Regions from separate parts of the Gossypium hirsutum genome. Here regions 2, 3, 4 and 5 are each linked to region 1. The links are chromatin contacts, called in public Hi-C maps. All regions are on one chromosome and are shown on one strand. The core of a region is the stretch at or near the end of the contact, and the rest is flanking DNA. Distances in the headings are between cores, read along the strand shown.

Evidence for each region. A called contact is a pair of places that touch in the nucleus more often than the background predicts.
Region 2: a Hi-C map of leaf shows a contact between it and region 1, with 2.9 times the contacts expected there. The contact joins the promoter of LOC107955723 here to the promoter of LOC107955042 in region 1. A contact is called at or near these places in 2 of 34 Hi-C or Micro-C datasets (both in leaf).
Region 3: a contact with region 1 is called in a Hi-C map of leaf, with 4 times the contacts expected there. The contact joins the promoter of LOC107955045 here to the promoter of LOC107955042 in region 1. A contact is called at or near these places in 21 of 34 Hi-C or Micro-C datasets (anther, callus, fibers and 4 more).
Region 4: a contact with region 1 is called in a Hi-C map of leaf, with 2.6 times the contacts expected there. The contact joins the enhancer-like site here to the promoter of LOC107955042 in region 1. A contact is called at or near these places in 7 of 34 Hi-C or Micro-C datasets (callus, hypocotyl, leaf and 1 more).
Region 5: a Hi-C map of hypocotyl shows a contact between it and region 1, with 5 times the contacts expected there. The contact joins the promoter of LOC107955046 here to the promoter of LOC107955042 in region 1. A contact is called at or near these places in 13 of 34 Hi-C or Micro-C datasets (anther, callus, fibers and 3 more).

The regions. Positions count from the first base shown.
Region 1 is chrD07:51,323,926-51,327,789 of Gossypium_hirsutum_v2.1, reverse strand. It overlaps LOC107955042 (TBC1 domain family member 2B), which reads right to left and starts at 2,331. Exons shown (of 7, transcript XM_016890750.2): 1 at 1,269-2,331; 2 at 494-610; 3 at 1-51. The coding sequence starts at 1,760.
Region 2 is chrD07:51,109,602-51,113,516 of Gossypium_hirsutum_v2.1, reverse strand. It overlaps LOC107955723 (probable lipid-A-disaccharide synthase, mitochondrial), which reads right to left and starts at 2,395. Exons shown (of 9, transcript XM_041097798.1): 1 at 2,021-2,395; 2 at 1,635-1,689; 3 at 1,220-1,325; 4 at 892-1,115; 5 at 582-660; 6 at 1-31. The coding sequence starts at 2,259.
Region 3 is chrD07:51,171,066-51,175,101 of Gossypium_hirsutum_v2.1, reverse strand. It overlaps LOC107955045 (eukaryotic translation initiation factor 1A), which reads right to left and starts at 2,234. Exons shown (of 2, transcript XM_016890754.2): 1 at 1,942-2,234; 2 at 809-1,486. The coding sequence starts at 1,474. The coding sequence ends at 1,046.
Region 4 is chrD07:51,545,183-51,549,284 of Gossypium_hirsutum_v2.1, reverse strand. No RefSeq gene overlaps it. Among protein-coding and RNA genes, the nearest start is that of LOC107956810, 18 kb to the left of the region's middle. Within about 2 kb of position 2,689, at least 9 of the 9 cell types and tissues checked have an H3K27ac peak or open chromatin away from gene starts, as enhancers often do. A contact at or near this core is called in hypocotyl and leaf, where this site is marked.
Region 5 is chrD07:51,152,643-51,156,624 of Gossypium_hirsutum_v2.1, reverse strand. It overlaps LOC107955046, which reads right to left and starts at 2,588. Exons shown (of 11, transcript XM_016890755.2): 1 at 2,346-2,588; 2 at 1,756-2,004; 3 at 1,150-1,362; 4 at 633-713; 5 at 455-541; 6 at 259-354; 7 at 64-117. The coding sequence starts at 2,435.

The DNA of each region.
Region 1 (3,864 bases), core at 1,082-3,581:
TTCCTCCGTTTTCATAACAAGCAATAGCAATGCAGCAACATAGTTTAAGCCCTAAACCAAGAACAAATAAATTTTAGAGACCCCGATAAATTATCCATGAGGAGAAATGCACCTCAATTTTACTCCTATATGATGGATACGGTAAAGAGTAAAGGAAAGAAGGAACCAAGAAACTGGTCTAATTTCGTTGCCACAATCATATAACATTCTTCATATAGACACCACAAAAAGAGAGTATGATCATGTTCATCATAGACTGAAAAACAGACCGATAGGCATAGACATACATGATTCACCCCAGCTGACCCACCAAAAGGTAAAGAAACCCTTCAAAGGAAAAATGGCAAACCAGAAAAGGGTGTATTCTTTACACACACACACAAAAAAAAAAGAAGTGCAGGATGTAATTGTAGCACATTCTGTCCTTTCTATGCCTATAGTACTAGAGGCTGACAAAATGCTGTAAGACAAGTGCTACTGTTGATAAGCTCACCTGACAGTAACCTACATCAGAATCACGAAAAGAATACCCCACAAGCACACGCCGGAGAGCAGCATGGCCCTCTGGAGTATCCAACCATGGATGGCCAGGGAAGGTTCGTGGAAGGTCCTGCAAGTATTTAAGAGAAAGGCTCAAACCAAATTTCTCAAAAGTCACAATTCTAGGTTATACCAATCAACAATTCGATGTCAGACCATCACATTCATTGTAATTTTCACAAGTACTTTTAGAAGATACAATTGTTAGTTCTTCTATTTCTGATTCTATCAGTTCAGATGACACAGCAAATAGATTATCAAGTGCATTTTGTAAATCTTAGTTCAAGCATATAACATAGTTGGTATATTAGCTTATACACAATTATTGCTGAAAAATAAGGAAAGCTGAAATTGTTAAGATGCTTCCAATAAAAGATCAAACTCAATATAACCTTTGGTATTTGATATAACTTCTTATTCTGCATTTGTCAACAGTAAATGTTTTTTATTCCATCCTGTTGAAATTTCATTAGAAAAGAGATCTTTTCTCAACAGGTCAAAACCTTCTAATGTCAAAACCCCAATACTAACCAATGCAATCATCCTTTGCATGTAGGTCAATCATCAGATATGAATTTTCGTTTCCAAATTCATTATGCAAAAATTAACCCTATCTCTAGAAAGAATCTTTACAAACATCAAATGAATAAGACGTCAATCAAAACAAAGACTCAATCAGAAGTTAAATATATATATATATAAAAAAAAGACTTAATGCAAGAACTTACATGATCAATCTGCCTTGTAGCAGGTGTTACTTTACCATCTACCGCCTTTGTCAAATCATTGTAATAACTTTCAGGCACCGTAGACTTCTTCTTGGCGGCACCGGATAGCGAAAACCAAGCCTTAGGCCTAAGTACAGGGGGAATACCTTTCCTAATAAGCCTCTTCAATGTAATAGAATTAGCCAAAGCTGCCAATTTGAGTGAAGATTTCAACACAATTCCTTCCGATAATGAAGAAACTTGTGGTTGTAAATACCAATTGGCTCCTTTGCTTGCTTCAAGTGCCCACCAAACTCGCCCTTGTTGCCTTACCTTTTCTCTTACCTCATTCAGCACATTAACATCATCCACATTACCTTCAACAGTAAACCCATAAAGGTCTTGGAATTTCACTGTAAGATTAGCTCTTCTTGCATGGATGCTTGGCCTTAAAATTGGAAATTGTGCTTGCAATTCCAAAGCAAGGTCTCTTTTACTTTGGGTACCAAACATTTTTTTCCCGTCCTTGATAGATCAAGAGAAAAGAAGAAAAAGGTTAACAAGGGCTTTGTCAAAGAATGAGAGGGAGCTACAAGCTTTGAACCATGAAAGTGTCAATCTTTTCAAGCTTGCAGCTTGGAAATTTGAACAAAGGCTGAGTCTTGAAAATGGGTTTTATTTAAAGAAAATAATAAGAGGATGAGTTACAAGCAAGACACGGAGAAAAGCTCTCACATTTGGATCAACATGACTATGGAAGATCCTTTTCAATAATATATAATATAATATAAAAAATATTTATAAAAAAAAACCCAGAATAATGAAAGCCTTAAAAGAATACAGATTTTTTGCTCAACAAAATCTTCTGAGAAAGGGAGTGAAATTCTTTCCTTTTTTTTCTATTGTAATTGACAAAGGGAAGGGATGACCCAAAGAAACAAAAGATGTTACTAGGGTATAAAAGAAGCAGAATTTAGTGGAGGGTAAAAATCAAAGCTTGAAAATTTACATATATAGAAAATTCCTCTTTCTCAATACCAAAAATTACTCCAACTGATCTCTTATTAACAAAGAGAGAAGAAATTGTTTACAGTTTACACTTGAAAAAAAGGTATAAATAAAAATTTGGAATTTTGTTATTATTTATTAATATTTATTATTATTTTTCTAAACTCTACTATTAAGTTGCAAATTTAATCCATATATTCTATAATAATGAATGTTAGTCTATATGCTTTTTGAATTCATCATTTTTACTTTCTGTATTCTTTTATTTTTAAAATTTCTAAAATAGTATTTTAGTTTATATTTTCTAATTTAATTTATTAATTTATTTTTTATGAGTAATATGTAAAAATATCAAGATGACATATTATTACCCGTGATAATATGTTTATCACATAAAATTTTAGAAATAACAAAATTTAACTTAATAAATTTAATAGCAATCATTTGATCAAGGTTAAAAATTTTAAAATTTGAAAAATATAACTAGTAAAATAACCAGATTAAAGTATTTAGACTAAATCCATAATTTTTGGATAGTATAGGGACCAAGAGCATATTTTAACCTTTCCGTAAAATTAAACCATTGCCCCAACGTTAACAAAGCTTTGAATTTGATAAGACATGATGCGCATGCGGTGGGTAGGTTTAGACTTTAGCATTCAAATCTTTTTAATGGACTAATATACCCCTGCCGTTTATAAGTTTAAATGTAAGATAAAAAATATTAATATAATATAATATAATAAAAATTAAGACACTCTGCTAATTTATTCAGAATTAATTTGAGGAACATTCTGCGGTGATAAATAATAAAAATATACAAAATTTATGAAAAATAGTTATTTTAGTAGTTAAGAAATTAATGTTTCAAAATAAGAGCAACAGTCGCAAAGAAGGGGTTTTTTTCCTTGATAACCTAAAAAGAAGGGATAATTTGTTTTGATTTATATAATTTCTTTTTTTTTATAAGTTAAACAGAAGAGGGAAGTTTTTCTCTTAAAAAGGTTAATCATGAAATTGGTCCTCAAACCATACTTTTTCTTACTTAGGCATCTAAAATAATTTTGGTCAAAACAAATATCTAAGCCATAATTTGGTCTTATTTTACCCCTAAACACTATACTAGTTAATAAGAACATGATACGTCATGTGTTTTTATTTAACCTGATCATTTTTGTGGGCCATTTACCAATAAAAGTTTAATTTTTTTTATAAATTTATCGAAATAGGCTCGGTATTTTATTATTTACCAGAATGGACCATTTTCCGGCAAATCGCGTCCACGTCAGCGCGATGTCAGGGGACGTGCCAGGAAATCGCGGTCACGTCAGCGCGCTTTGCAGACGTGGCAACAAATCGCCCCCTTGTGGACGCGATTTGCTACCACGTCAGCAAAGCGCGCTGACGTGGCTGCAATTTCCTGACTTGTAGGTTTTAAGATTTTAGGGGTTTTAGGGTTTTGGAGAAAAAAGTAACCAAATAAGTCGCGCCCACGTGTACGCGCTTCTTTATGGAAACATCTGCCCTTGAATCTACAAATGTTGAGCATGCATTCACTGAAATACTAACTCAAATACATCATGTGATCAGTCGAAAAGCACTCGAAGGA
Region 2 (3,915 bases), core at 1,146-3,645, 210 kb after region 1:
CTTCCAGGTAGCAAGGTAATTACCGTTGCTCCTTTATAAATTTCAAGTAATTATTTAAAATTTAAGAACAGAAATAGATTATAGTTAAGCAAGTGTGCCTCACAGCCGTACACACTACAAATAAGCAAACAAATATACACATGCACACAAAAAGAAATGAACAAAAGCAGTTTCTAAATTCTAATACATTCATTGATTTTAAAAAAAAATGCAGGTTTTGATTGATCCCAACAACTTCAAGAAAAGAACTACCATAGAATGATTATCAGAAAAAGAGAAGAAAAAAAAAAGCCTGAAAGTTGGACCATAGATGTTATAATCATTAAACTGATTAAGGGTAAAAGACAACATACGGAAACCAAAAGTCCAGAGTAAAGGGCTCATACTGATGATAAATATAAAGCAGAAAACAACTTGAACTTGTAAGAGTGAATCTTAAATAATGGAGCAATCTCCACTCTTAGAGGTACTGAAAATTTCTCTAATTATAGACTCAAGGTTAAACTATAAAAGAGAAATTAAAAAAAAAAAAACAAAAACTGCCAACTTCCTAGAACTTTACTAGGTTATCTCCACATTACCTGAAGCTATGGCATATTTTTTTCGAAAATCTTCACCATTTCCGGTTATCTTCCACTCATGCAATGCAGTTTCCTTTCCCTAAGCATACATATTTCTCCTTTGTTAATGCTAAAATAACCATACATACATGTGCCAATAGGAACATATGTACTCTTGCAAAAAACTTTTGGAGAAAGCAAAATCATAAGTATTGAAACTTGAACTCCCTATTAAGTTTTAGGAAACAGAACAATCCCATACTATAACAATTTATACAAGAAGATAAAATGATACCAATATATACCACGACAGCGGAATGTGAATTCATACCATGTTCAACTCTAAAACATCTTCCAGAATGGGGTGACCAACAAAAGTTGCATTCAATCCATTTAATTTACAACCTGCTTCCTCATTGGGAAGTATACAGAACACATAATCCACAAATTTAGATAGGCCTTTGAGTCTTGCTTCACCTCCTTTCCATGCCCAGAATGATGGTGCAACATAATGAAAGAGTACTGGTCTATCTGACCTTTGTTGGTTGTATCTAGCTGCAAAAAATAAACATTCCTTATGTTCCGGCACATAATATTGCACAGACAATATGCAAATACACAAAAAATTGATCCTAACTCCAACAAATTGGTGATATTACCCCGTAACTGCTTAAGTAGACGGAAAGAAAATCCCTTGGAGTCCACCGTCACAACCACGTGAGGCTGGAACTGTAATGCAGCCTCCACAGTTTCCTTCAATTTTACCTGACATTTCATCAAATACAAATGGTCCATCAGTAGTTTAGTGCAAAGTTTTTTTTTTTTTTTTTCAAGGAATCCTCCAGGTTCATTTTATGGTCCACGAAGACTAATCTTTTCAGGATTCATGGCTGCCTCTCCCAACAAAGTCATCTCTGAGATTCGAACCTGAGTTCTCCCTTTGGAAGTGCAATGTGCCTTAACCAACAGTTGTTGGTAGTGCAAACTTTTATGGTAAAGGTTCAATCACCTTGGTTCCAAACTACTCACTCTGAAATTATAGAAGTGTGGTAATAATTCCCAGATTCCCATTACCGCAATATTCTCCATTGGGAACAAGGATTTCATGCCTTGATTGGACATCCTGGACCTTATTATATACACAGAGAAAATACTTTAGAAAGAACCCCATGAGAGTTCAGATAACTAACATCAAATTGATTCTGCCAAGTTGCCTAGTTGCAACACATATGGACATAAATCTCCCCCGCCCCCCCCCCGCCCACCTTTTTTTAATCTACTGAAACAGATAGATGATATAAAGAATGGAAATAGCTTTCCTGAGTTCTTTCACGTATGCCCTTTCCTTTTTACTTATTTTTGTTACTCTTTTTCAGCAAAAATAAATAAAACCCATACTCAAAATTCACCTAGCTAATGCTAAAAATACAAAGGCAATGATATATAGTTAAAAAGCATACCCGCCTACACCCGAGAAGCGGATAGGAAGAGGGGAAATCTTGTTTAAGGAAGCCATAAGACGAGAGGCAATGGAATCTCCACTAACCTCTCCTGCAACAATGAACACTCTCAACTCCCCTTCACTGGCGGCTCTGTCTATTAAGGATTTGCTTGAAACCCATAAATATCTCCTCAATGGGGTCTTCCAACAAATGCTATTCTTAAATATATTCACACATCGAATCGCTGCCAACCACATCGATATCTTCGGTATAGTATTTCTATGAGAACAGTTGAAAAGGAAATGTGATGGAAGCAAGAGTCGTCTAGTGCAGTTGCTGCAACACTCTTCCGCAGTTTAGTTTGCAGTTCGAAGAAAACAAGAGAGCAATGTAAAGGACCCAACAGTTTCGAGACAACAAAGGCCCATGTCTGATGCAAACATGGACTCACATAAATGGCCTGGTTAATATTATTAATTTTGGATATTAATTCCATATCTTCTATTTTTACTAGGAATATCAGTGGTTTTAGTTTCTATTTTTTAAAATTATTTTCTAATCAAATGATTTCTAATTAATTTTATCTTTTAATCAATACTTAAAAATAATTTATTTAATTTTTAATCATTTAATATATTACATAAAAATAATAATAATAATAATAAAGCTAACTTGACTAAATTAGTTTATGGTTATGAAGATGGATGTTGATTCTCATAAGCTTCATTTTGAAAGCACCATTTGCATTTCTTTACTAACATGTTTTCTTCTACATGAACCAAAAAGATAACATATGGCAAGAAAAGAAAAAAGATAACATATATAAATTTTACAATAACTTTTCCTGACAAACTTTTGCCTTCTTGCCTTTCTCCTTTCTGCTTATTATTTTATAAACTTTTTTAAATTTATTTTTCCTATAACATATTTTTAAATTAAATTAAATTTTATGAATATTATTAAAATGTTAAAATTTTATTCTATCCTCTTTACTTAAAGTAGAAGCTAAAATATTATATATAGTGTAACACTTCATACCCGACTCAATCGTCGGGTCTGAGCTACAAGATTTCACATTCGTTGCCAGAGCAACTACAGTCAAATAGAATCAATTTATACCAATGCACATTTAGTTACGAGCTATTCATGAATATGATGTGATTTACAAACCTTTCTGAGTCTTCAAGCTTACGAAAGCTTTAATGTTAACCTGAGATCGAATTAGGACCAAATCATAAATATTTCAAAATCTCAGGTTGAAATCGTGATGTCGAGGATTCCTCGTCACGACGTAACATACTAAGTAAATCTTGTCGTGACCTCGAGTACACATTGTCGCAACGTGAATCCTGAGCTACTTCTCGTTGCGATGTGACGAGACCTATAATAATACTTTACATTTCAATTACAACAAAAACAATAATACGCTAACTACATTCAAGCTAAAATATGCCAAAATGATACTTCAAAACAACATCAAGCAACTAAGTTTTAAATTCAACCATTTTCGATACAAAACCTGCTTAAACCCTATGTACATACCATATACTAATCAAAAGAGAACTTTACAAACTTTGCTGAGTCGCAGATTGCTAGCTAGATGTTGGATCAACTGCTCAATCTATCTGGAATCTACTATACCTGTGCATAGATAAAACAAACCTTACGCTGAACAATTACGATCAGTGATGATTTTCATATTTCTAGTCACAACATAAGCAATAATCAATATAAGAATTCAATCCAAATATGCTACAATTCAATTAAAACAATTTGCATATTCAATATAAAAATTTCATTCTACTACAAAATTCCATTTGATAGTCAAACTAACATTTATATCATCCATTCTATTAACAAAAATATAGCATATTTAATTCAATTACTTACATATACATTTATGTACCAATTTG
Region 3 (4,036 bases), core at 985-3,484, 150 kb after region 1:
AATTACCATGTGATGCCCAATCAGACCCTTTAACAAAAAATCATATTTTATAACATAATTAGAATATTTTAAAGTTAGAAACTAATTTAGAAAAAGGGTGCAATTAACTCCAAAATAAAATATTTGTATTTTTTATGAAAATAATAATTTAAATAAATCTAAATAAACCAATATAATGAGAATAGCAAAATTTGAAGTTCATATTACTAACTAAACTATATTTGAATAACTACTATGATATTGATACCATGAATGAGTCCAATCCAATCCAAACCCAACCAAACTTATCAAAAATTTTTAAGGAACATATCAACATTTTTAATTATAAGTGGTACAATTTATTTGTAACGTACCAACAGATCTTTAGCATATTGGCAAGTTTCTTAGCATTGTTTGTGTCACATTTAAGATTTTGAATTCAATCCCTCACATCCTCATCACCCTTAACCCCAATCATTATGAAAAAAGCAGTGCATAATTTTTTTTTTAAATCAAAGTTATCTACTTTAGATTTAAAACTATATGATTCTTTAATATTTCCTAATCTATCATTAATTCCCAAATCCCTATCTAATTAAATCCGCTGATAAAGACATTACATGTCTAAATCCACGACTTCTAATATCGATACCAGTTAAACTAATACTCTAATTGATAAAAACTATTTAAATTGATGCTGAGGAGAATATAGAACTTATGGTATGCATATCTATGCATCCTAACCTACTTCACCCAAGCCTGTATTTAAACCAGGATTTGTGTGGAAGCACTAACATCTTTTATCAAACACACATTTAAAACATTTACATTTGTATCAAACAGCTCATAATAAGCTTAAACTTTCATCATTTCTGTCAAAAGTAAATTTGAGATATGGAACAAGGTTTCAGTAAAAGTAACAACATATATCTAATAGTTGACACATTCAGCACATATAAATACCTTACGGGAGAAATCACACATATTGTAGCCTTCTAAACAGCATCCACCATATCTCTCTTCCAACATTCAAGCAAATCATTCAAACAAAACCAGCTCCATAACCCTATATTTTATCGATATCTTCGTCTTCGAACTCAATGTAATCATCTGCACCTCCTTCATCTTCCTCATCGACAATACCTTCATTAAGACGAGTGTTCTCTGGAAGCTCACCGTATGCCTTTAAGAGCCTTGCTTCATCGGGCATGTACTTAAGGATCACATCAGCCTTGTCATCCTGATAGTCGCGAAGCCCGACAAGAATTATATCACCAGCTGCAATCCAAACCTTCTTGTGCATCTTTCCTCGGATATGGCAAAGGCGCTTAGTACCATCTATGCACATGGCTTCACACCGGCCATTGCCTAGCATACGAAGCACTTGGGCATACTCTTGCCCGTCTTCCTTGAACACAAGTTCACGCTTCTCATCGTCAGCTTCATTCTTTCCTCTCTTCCTGTTCTTTCCTCCCTTTCCCTTGTTCTTCGGCATGGTTTCTTCTAGCTATACTGTGCCAAAAGCCCAAAAAGAAAAAAAAAACAAGTCATTTTACAAGCGCCAAAAAGCACAACATCATCACAATGGAAGATATTGACATCAACATATCATGCTCGAAACAAACGAGATATTTTAATAATTCTGACATCATGATAAAAATTAAACGAGGTTGGTCACTAAAAATTGGGGGAAATTGTATATTCTATTTAATAGGAGATAAACAAAAAAAGGGAATTAGGGAAAATTAATCCAGTAAATATAAAACTTATGAAAAGTTAGGAGTTGGAATCAGACTTGATAAACTCACATATAATCAAGAAATTAAACAGAAACTCAATCATCATGACACAACCGTTAAATGATAAACTTTCAGAAAGCAACAAAAAGGAAAATTCAAGATCAAATTACTGCAATTGATTAATGAAATTTTGAAGCAAAAAAAAGAGAAAATACATGAATACCTTTCTGGCAGCAGCGTAAAAGACTAAAGAGAAGAAGAAGAAGAAGATAAATAGAAATTGTGAGAAAGGAATTTGATTCTTTGTCTACAAATTCCAAAAAGTCCAAACCCTAGCTTAAGAATTCCGCTAACATATGGCTATCACGTTCAAGACTCAAAACTTGGGCTTGGGTAATTGATTTGAGCCCGCCCGAGTTTTGTGCGTCTCTCTCTCTATCCCTCTAAATCTATGACATGGGTTTTCTTCTTGCCCATCCATGAATATTATCAATGTTTTTAAAATTAGATTGTGTTAGAAAAAAATGGATTTGAAAGATAGAGGGGAAAATAAATTTAGACAAAAATAAAACTTTAATTTTTTTTCAAAATAAGATCTTGATTGTGATATCTAAAATAATAAACACTTAATCAAAATTGTACATTTTCGATTTGTCTAGGATGAATGCTTCGACCAAGTAGTCTTCTTCGCTATCCTCAAGTTCGAGTGTGGGCTCACTTCGAATCAAAAAAATTTTCACAAAAATTATCTGTAGGGTAATTTTGCTATTTCTCTAAACTTTCGGGTCAAATTGTAAATTAGAGAAATATCTTTAAAAATTTTCTAAAATAATAACCCAATGTTCTCTTTTACAGGGAGAGTTTAAAGAGTTTAACTATGATTAAACTTAATTACTTTAATATTAAATCTTATTAAAATAATAGAATGTATTAAAAATTTAATATTAAGATAACTACTTTAATATTAAATTAATAAAATACTATTAAGATAAGTATTAAATTTAATTTAATATTAAACTATCAAAATAATATTATTTTTGGAACAGCTAATCTTAAATCAAATTCTCTAGTAGAGTTCCAATAGTAGTGGAACTCTTCCACTACTCCACCACCGAAAATCAACCGTTGTGTCCGGTGATACAAGTGCAACACCCTTACGACACCCGAGCCGATTCGATTATTGTCGGTTTGGTACAGGTCAATGACAACCCGACCGGCCCGGTCTAGCATTTTGTTGGACCGTCGGTCCTGTTTCACATGTCGGACCCAGTTCGACCATTTTTTGGGTCTTAGTCTCGATTTTGGGTTCCCAGATCCAATTTACGATCTCATGCCCAATTTACGATCTCAGGTCTAATTTTCAAGTTCAATTATTCATTGGGCCAATTATCTGACTTGAAAATTAATTTCCAAAAATATCATATTAATTTTAATTAATTTGATTAATTTAACTTTACTTGATCAAAATTAATTTATCCAAAAATCACTTAGATTTTCCAAATTAATTTTTCAAGAAAATTTTTCAATCAAATTCTCTAATTGAATAATTCTGAAGACCACCTAATTTAATTTTACATTGAATAAATCAACTCAATTAAATTATTTCCAAAGTAGTAGAATTTTCTTCTAATTCTAAGATAGTCCGATCGAGCTTTTGTTGAGCTAGTGAAGGGACCAACCGGACATATACAATTAGGCTCTAATAATTGCAATTATGTTCCGAAGCATCGTCCAATAATTTGCAATTATTTAATCATGGAGTCAGTCCACAAAAAGTACCAAGATTGAAAACTTCTTATTGTATACTCTTTACGAAAATAATTCATCCAACTGTTTTATCCAATGACCTCTTCATGATTGTGTTACCCTCATATGATATCTTTGATTCCTTTGAGTTAAACCCGTTCACTCAATACAATCTTATTTTATCTCATTGTCACCATTGTGTCTTTTTAATGATTAATATGATCACCGTCAACAAATGACTATGATAAATTGCTCGTTCGAGAACAAGCAACCTGTGGCCACATTCCATATTTATCATTCCACATAATGTCAATGAGAGAATATCATTAACTCTTTAATTGAGCTATGAATTCCACTGTTTCTAGTAAAGCCAATGCACACACAAGCCATGTACCCAACATACCGGCTATGGGTTCGATCATCTTTAGAGCATAAGTCTCCACTTATATCAAATCACATGAGTTGCATACACATGGTCAGTGACTAACTCGGGATTTAGGTAAATCACACCATGAACATCACAAGTGAATTAATTCACAAACGGATTCCGAATTAATTCATCTTGGGTCCAG
Region 4 (4,102 bases), core at 1,440-3,939, 220 kb before region 1:
TCAGAAAAGCTTTTTGTAGCACTTCCTAACATATGCGTAATGAATGGGGCTTTCAGCGTATTGACAAAGAATATTGTTGTTTCTCTTTCCAATAGCGGTGGCTGAACTTAGACAGTAACTTCCCTCCACCTTTGTGCATATTGCCTAAAACTTTCGTTCGACTTCTTTTCCATATTTTGAAGGGTGATTCTATCAAGAACTATATCTGTTACATGACTATATTGTTTCATGAACGCTTGCGCTAAATCCCTTTATGAACCAATCATGGTACGACCCAATTGATTGTACCATTTAGATGCTGCCCTTGTAAGGCTATCCTGGAAACAATGTATTAACAACTGGTCATTATTAACATATCCAGCCATCCGCCTGCAAAACATGGTGATATGAGCTTTAGGGCAACTAGTTCCATTGTACTTTTCAAATTCTGGCATTTTAAACTTGTGAGGGAGTACCAAATCCGGGACTAAGCTCAGATATTTAGTGTCAATCCCATGATAGTTTTCAGTGATTTCCATTGCCTTAAACCTCTCCTCGAGCCATTCTCACCTTTCCTCCAACTGTTTTGGCAATTCTTCTTTTATTCTTTCTTTTTCAGCCACTTCATCAAAGTCAGGAATGACAGAGTTAGTAGGCTTATTTTCGGGGTTAGAGCTCGATCCATCCTGGAAGTTTGAAGCACCGGCCTAAAACTGCTGAGGCCTGATTGTGACAGAAGATTTGTGCGGGTATACTTCAGCTTGGGTTCGCACATGTGGAGGAGTAAAGCCTGGAGGATAGAGGGGTTCATCATCGTTTCCCTCTTTGACATTAGCCATAGGGCCCTTTCCCTTATCACTTTCCCCAGTCAACAGTTGGGTCAACTTAGCCATCATATCTTTTTGGGATTCCACCATCTTTTTTGACATATCCTGTTGAATTTAATCTAACCACTCCTGTAGTTGTAGCTGAAGTCGGTCTTGCATTTCCTTCTGGTACTGTTCCAGCTTTTCCAATCTCTGATCCATGTCCTTAGTTTTTTTGCTCGAGTGCAGTAACGGTGTTTGGTTAGTTGGTTGGTTAGGATCTTTTAATAGTCTTTGATGCATATGATGTAATGTAATGCAAATGCATAAAATGAATGCAAAAAGAGACGTTGATTCTGGTTCAATTCTTTACTAGAACAGCTTCACTAGAAAGCAAATCTCTTTACATAAAGTTGATATATACGGCTTCGCCCTTGTACTCTAAGCGAAGACATCGATCATTTGGATATTAAGATGCATCTCGCAAATTTTAGCTCCTTTTTTGTTTGATCTAGGTCTTAACTCCGTTCTCACTCATGTTCATTAGCTTCTTTAAGAGGTTGAGACGTTTAATGACTCTTGAATAATCTTTGTCAACTTGAATCCTCATGCAACGCAGCAAAGTCATATACTCCTCTTGTTAGACTATTACACCTTTCGTGTCACGTTTTCTTAGACTATACTCGGACAACCGTATTACCTTCCACCTTATCAAGAAATTCGTTTTCCGTGACAAGCTCTCTATTTAACAACCGAACATGAATCAACACCTCTTTTCTATAATGAAATGTCATGCAGTCAAAATGCCATGCAGCCAAAGCAAAATAAACCCAAGTTAGTATCATGCATAAAGACATAATTCAACACGAACATGAAATAATAAAAGCACTTATTCAAGAGTCCACTAGGGTTTGGTATAGTTCTACCTAGGGCAAGTTCCTAAAGCTCACTATATGAGGTTTAGTTTCTAGAACAAAACACGCAGATCCTTCCTTCGGTCGGGTTGACACGCGGGTAAGGAAGGGACTAATGCCAAAATGGCGTCGTTTCGGCCACTGAACTTAAAACTCAAAACGACACCGTTTTAATATAGGTATTTAAGCCCAAAAAATTTTAAAAAATTCATTTCAACCATTGTTTTTTAAAAAAAACTTAAAAAACCTCTCCACTCTCTCTCAATTCCCCAGAATCCAGCCATTACTCCGACGCCGGTCCACCGTGGCGGCTGCCGGTCGCTGGCGACGGCGCTGCCGTCCACGATGGCCAAAAAATCAATTTTTTTTAGTTTTTTTCGACTCCCCTGCCAAAAAATAGTGTCGTTTGTCCTTGGAAACGACGAACCTCGGCCTCCAGACGGCGCCAAACGCGGCAAAGTAAATAAGTTTCTTCCCCCTTTTTTTTATTTTCTGGTAATAAATAAATAAATAATAAAAATAAAACAAACAAAAAAAATCAACTACCTCTCCACTTTTCTATCTTTTATTTCTCTTCATTCGTATCAAAAAAAAATCCCCCTCTTTTTTCTTTTTTACAATCGGTTTATATAACCGAAATAAAAAATAAAAAAAAAATACCAAAAAATACAAAAAGAATCATTATTTTCTGTTATTGTTGCGCTGTATACTGGTGTTGGATCCGCTTTTCTCACAGGTACGGAGGTCGTGGAAAAGGCGCACGTGCGCGGAGTCCGGTTCCTAGACGTGCGGCGGTTGGGGACTGTGTTGGAGGCTGTTTTAGGGTTTCTGTCGTTTGTTTTTTTGTGTGTGTTTTAGGCCAGTGGGGTGGGTTTGATGTTTGGGCTTGTTTATTGTTTTATTCTTTTTAGTGTTTATTTATTTGGACCTGGGCATATTTGGGCTTGGACAATCATGTTACTGGGATTGCCAAGGGGTATGTGCACCAAAAGTTTGCTACATTTTATTGGAAGTGTAATCGGCCTGGTGGTGAAGATCGACCATAATATAGATAATAGCTCTAGAGGGAAATTTTCTAGACTTACGGTCTACGTTGACTTGGGAAAGCCTCTAGTCTCAAAAGTTAAAAACGATGGGAAAACTCAATGTGTCGAGTATGAATCCTTACCTATGGTTTGCTTCGATTGCGGAAGATTTGGGCATAACCGAGAGTTTTGTCCACACAAATCGATGGGAAAACTCAATGTTTCGAGTATGAATCCTTACCTATGGTTTCTTTCATTGCGGGAGATTTGGGCACAACTAAGAGTTTTCTTCGCACAAATCTGGTCAAGGTGTTGCCTCGGAGAAAAAAAACAACCAGTCACAAATACGGGGTTCTGAGATGCAAAAAGAAGTTGAGGATGAGCAGTTTGGTCCTGGGATGCTTGTTGAATGCAAACAGAGGAGGAAGCCTTGATTGATGGCGAACCCCAACAACGACATAGATGGTGGTGTGGTTTGTGGTTCTAGATTCGGGTCCCTCAATGTTAATCATAGAGAGGAAAAAAAAGCAATCTTATGGATTAGTTGGCATTGATGAAAGCTGAAAATTAGGAGCACAAGATGCGGGCATAGAAGATATGGTAAGAGAGGAAGCTTCGGTAGGTTTTCCAAACAAAATGAAGACCTAAACATTCTTAAGCCTTCCAACAAAAAACGTGCATCCTCTTTCGGACAAAATGTTTATCCTTTTGATGATGGATCACAGATGGGCCCAAAAATCCTAGACAATGATCTAAATCCAATTCAATTTCAAATAGTGGGCTCAGATTTGAACAGTAGGAAAAATGTGGCGATTAAATTTTTGGCTAAGTCAGGAAATACTACTGCAAACAAAGAAATGAATCATCCCTTTACCCTTGAACCTAAATGAAACATGGGGGAGAATTTTGGCCAATACCCACTCGACGTGAACAGTGAAAGATCAGGCGAGAACACATGTCAAGAGCCAATTAATATTTCAAATGATGACCTCTCATCTCTTCCGGTTGCTCTAGCCATGGATGGCATAATCTAGGGGTTAAGTCATACTTCTAGAGAGATTACGACAATGTCAGGAGAGATAGATGGGGTGCAAGGTTCAGAGGATGAAACTCTGATGGATGTTGAATCGTTTTGAAATCCTTGGTACCATTCTCACATTTCTCCATCTTTTAATGGTGTCTTTTAATTTTCGTCTATTTTTCTGGAACTGCCAAGGGTGTGGACACCTTTGCTTTCATAATTTTTTGAAAAAGTATAGGGAAAAGTTTTGTCTAGACATTGTGACTTTTTTTGAAACACGAATTAGTGGGAATAAGGCTGATTCAATTATTGCGAAATTAGGTTTTAATATTTCGTTCAGAGTTGAAGCTTCTAGTT
Region 5 (3,982 bases), core at 1,339-3,838, 170 kb after region 1:
AATAATTTGATCATGAAGCATTGTTTCCTACTATAAAAGTGTGCATAGAAAAGGTAATTTTACCTGTTTATCAAGGGCATGAAAATTTGAATCATGTTCAGAAAATACCATATGAGCCTGAAACATAAAGAAGCGCAATTCTCAATCAGTCGTTTGTTGATTTTTCTCTACCACCTCCCTCCATTTTTGGGATTACAATAACTAATCATTGGTAACATTTCTACTACTCATAATTAAAATTTGTTCAAGAATGCTTACAAGTTCATGTAGAAGAGTTTTTTTTATGCTCTCATATTTCCTGAATCCTTTGAGGTCATCGGTTCGAAGACGGAGAGATATTTCTTCTCCATGATTCTGAAAGAACAAATAAGGATCAACAATAAAAAATAATGGGAAGTACAAAAGTTGAGAGATTCAAGATATGCTATTTTTTTAAGCTAAAATAGGCCATTACCTTATTAAAGCCTAGAATGCATTTGGGACTCACACCAACATAACCAACTGGAGCCATCTCAGTCATTACTCCTACACGCCATCGATGCTTTGTAAAAGAACAAGCAGAAAATAGTTTAGCAGGGCTAACAAGAGTCAGTTAACCAAATTAGTATGGGTAAATATGGATCTGATGGTACCTTGCTCATGATAGCAATGATTCCAGGGTCTGCAGCAAGCATGTGCATCCTTTTTAATGCCTCAGAAGCTGGTGGGTGTAACTGGTAACAGACAGTAATCAGGATATCAGAAAAGAGAAATGGTTGCCTGTCATTTCCTTAGATTCACATAATGACAAATAGTACATGAAGATAACATAATTTAAGATGACTGATGCACTTATGCATCTCTTAATTTGCAAAATCAGGAATTTAGAGCCAAAAATCATTTCTTCATCAAACAGAGGCTACCTTTTTCATAGAACTGCTATTTGTAACACCAACCATGAAGATATAACAATAGTTTTTGTGTTACCAACAACCCTCCTATCCCAATAACCCTCAATACTAATAAATGTGCATTTTTTTTCGTGTAAAATTTTAATTATCAATATAGTCCAAGTGAATCTTGAGAAACAAAAATTGCATCAATGGCCTTTCTTTTTCCATTATTCTTTATTTAGATTCATATTGTCAATGATAATGAAGTCAGAGGTACCTCTACTCCTGGAATATGAAGAGTGCGAAAATCACAAAAGATATAAGGTCCTTGAGGAAGTCTTATTGGAACATTGGAGGGCCCATCTGACATTCGCTGCCTCAGTCTCCTTTCCTCTTCACTGAATCCAATTATTCTCATGTCTACCTTCGAGTTTTGTATAACTCGGTCAACTTCATCCTCTGGTACCCCCATCATCCTGACAGATTTTCCCTGAAATTAGATGAAACAAAGTACCATAATTTGGCATAGAATGTTAAACAAGTGTGAAAAATCCAGTTAAACATGCCCATATATCACTTCCTTTTAATTACTTCAACCTCTTTAGCAATAATCCTCCAAACCATTCTTGAGAAAAATTTCAACCAAAGACAATTACGCCCGTGGCTAAGAAATATGAACAAAACAACACAAACAAGTTGCTTTCTAACTGAAAAGACATGCTCAGGCTTTTGAAACTCAAAAACCAATTTTCAACTGAACATAAATTGTGACTCATAGGGATTAGACTATTAGCATATTCACCAATTGCCTCTCGTTGGAGTGAAAGGAAGCTTATTGTACTTAGCATTAAACAATAAACCTTGTAATGGATATATACACTACCATGAAAACTGAAGCCTCTTGCAAACTTAAGCATGAATGGTCATCTGAGAAAGGGTGAAGCATTCGCGAGCCTTTGCCCGACAATTGGGGAACAATGAGGCGCATAGTATCGGGCTTAACATCAGTCAACTTCTGCAGCTCATCGCCTAGCTCCTTGAGATTTGCACCAGAATCCATTTCCACCATATACTTGTTTCCTCTCCATATAACAGTCACATTCACCATATTTTCTCCCTCTTCTGTGTTGCACTATAACATTAAATAAAAAAGAGAAAAAGAAAAACTTTTAATCACTTTCTAAAGCAAAAGATTTTCATGATCACACTCACAATCACAATCACAAACACAATCTTTTCCTTTTTTAAAATTCCCAAACAAATATCTGACTTCAAAATTGAAGTTTGTTGAATCAAGGTTGTCAATTTAACAACTAAATTTCAGCACCCAGATCGCTATTTACATTGAAAAAAAAAAACTCAATTTATAGCAGAATTGAACAAATTTTTACACGCAAATTAAGGTTTAAAATGAAAAAATAAGGATGAGAAAAAAGACCCAGATTGAGAAAATTGATGGAATTTTGTTTTTACCTGAGGAATTGATGGGTATTTTCTCTTACAGGGGAGGGAATATTCTTCCTGAGGAGCGATTAACATAAAGGGGCAAAAATAAAAAAACATAAGCAAAGTAGTCGAGGTTTTAATTTAGTTATATACATAGGAGGAACGGGTAGCGTAGGATACGAGGCGGTACATGCATTTTAACACGTGTTAAGCTAATATGCGCGGCTGTGTTGGGTCTTCCTTACGCATTTGCTGGCGTTTCGCAATTGGGAAGTATCTGGAACACTGAGATCGTATCTTTTGTAAACGGATGAAAACGAGTCTGACCAAATAATAGTAATAATAACCATGAAATGGACAACTTTTAAAATTTGCTATAATTTCGTCTGTTTTTTTTTATAACATATCACCATCCCTAATCTGTCGAAATATCATAATGCCGAATTTTAATTCGATTAATATAAATATTATTGTCAATACAGAAATACATGAGTTTTAATATGTTAAAATATATTATCTTACTATTTATGAGTTAGAAAATGTTTATGGATAATTCTAAGTATTATCTAAAAAAAAACAAATATGATTGGATAAAATTATTCAAAAAAAAAATATACTTATAATAACATTTGATACATTTAGATTAGAAAAACATTTAAACTATTTATAACAATATTTTAACTATGAATCATTTTTTTTTTTAAATTTCAAATAAAAGATAAGTACTTGACTTCCCACTTTATAAAATGAAGTCTAAGAGTTAATTTTTTTCTATCCTCTTATGGATAGATTACAAAGCATGTTTTAAGGTTAGAAAGCTAATCTTTTATCAGTAAGAGGTAAGCTCACTCTTATCAAATCCATATATATTAAGTAATATACCTTTATATTATCTCTTATGTTTTAAAGCTCCGGTCAAAGTATCTGATTAGAATGATAAAATTATATAAAGCTTTCACTGGAACGATGAGTTTGACAAAAGAAAGATTCATATGAAAAGCTGGGATTGGCTATGCAAGCTAAAATTTGAAGGGGGATTAAGCATTTGAAAAACTACATTAATGAATCAAACTCTTTTAACTAAATCGGCCTGGAGAATTTATAATGGAGACAACTGGCTAGTTCATAATACTATGCTTAAGAAGTATTGTTTAACGATTGGGTTTGATAATGCTACAAGTAAAAGTTTTGACTCTTGGGTTTGAAAAGACATTATTCATGGTAGACATTTGTGTAAACAATGGATGGACTGAAAAATAAGAAGTGGACATTAGTTGATCATTTCAAGTGGACATATACATGAAAAAGATGATATTATAGTCATTGGTTTGAACAATTGCGTTAATTTGACTAAGTTGATGGCAAACAAGAGTGAGGAATGGGATGAGAATAGATTAGCGAGGTTATATGGTCAAGTGATTGTAAATACATGTAGATCAAGATCATTATCTATTTTTAGTTGAATGGATAAAAGGGTGTGGGCTCTTAACAATAATAGAGAGTACTCGGTCAAACCAGGATATGAATGCTTAGCTCATAACATTATGGTAGGGCATAAGGATAATATTACAAGGGAGTGTACAACTACTGATTGGAGGAAATTGTGGGAAAAATGTGTAAAAGGTGGTTAAGTGTAAAGGTTGGAACATAGCTATCCGCTAACT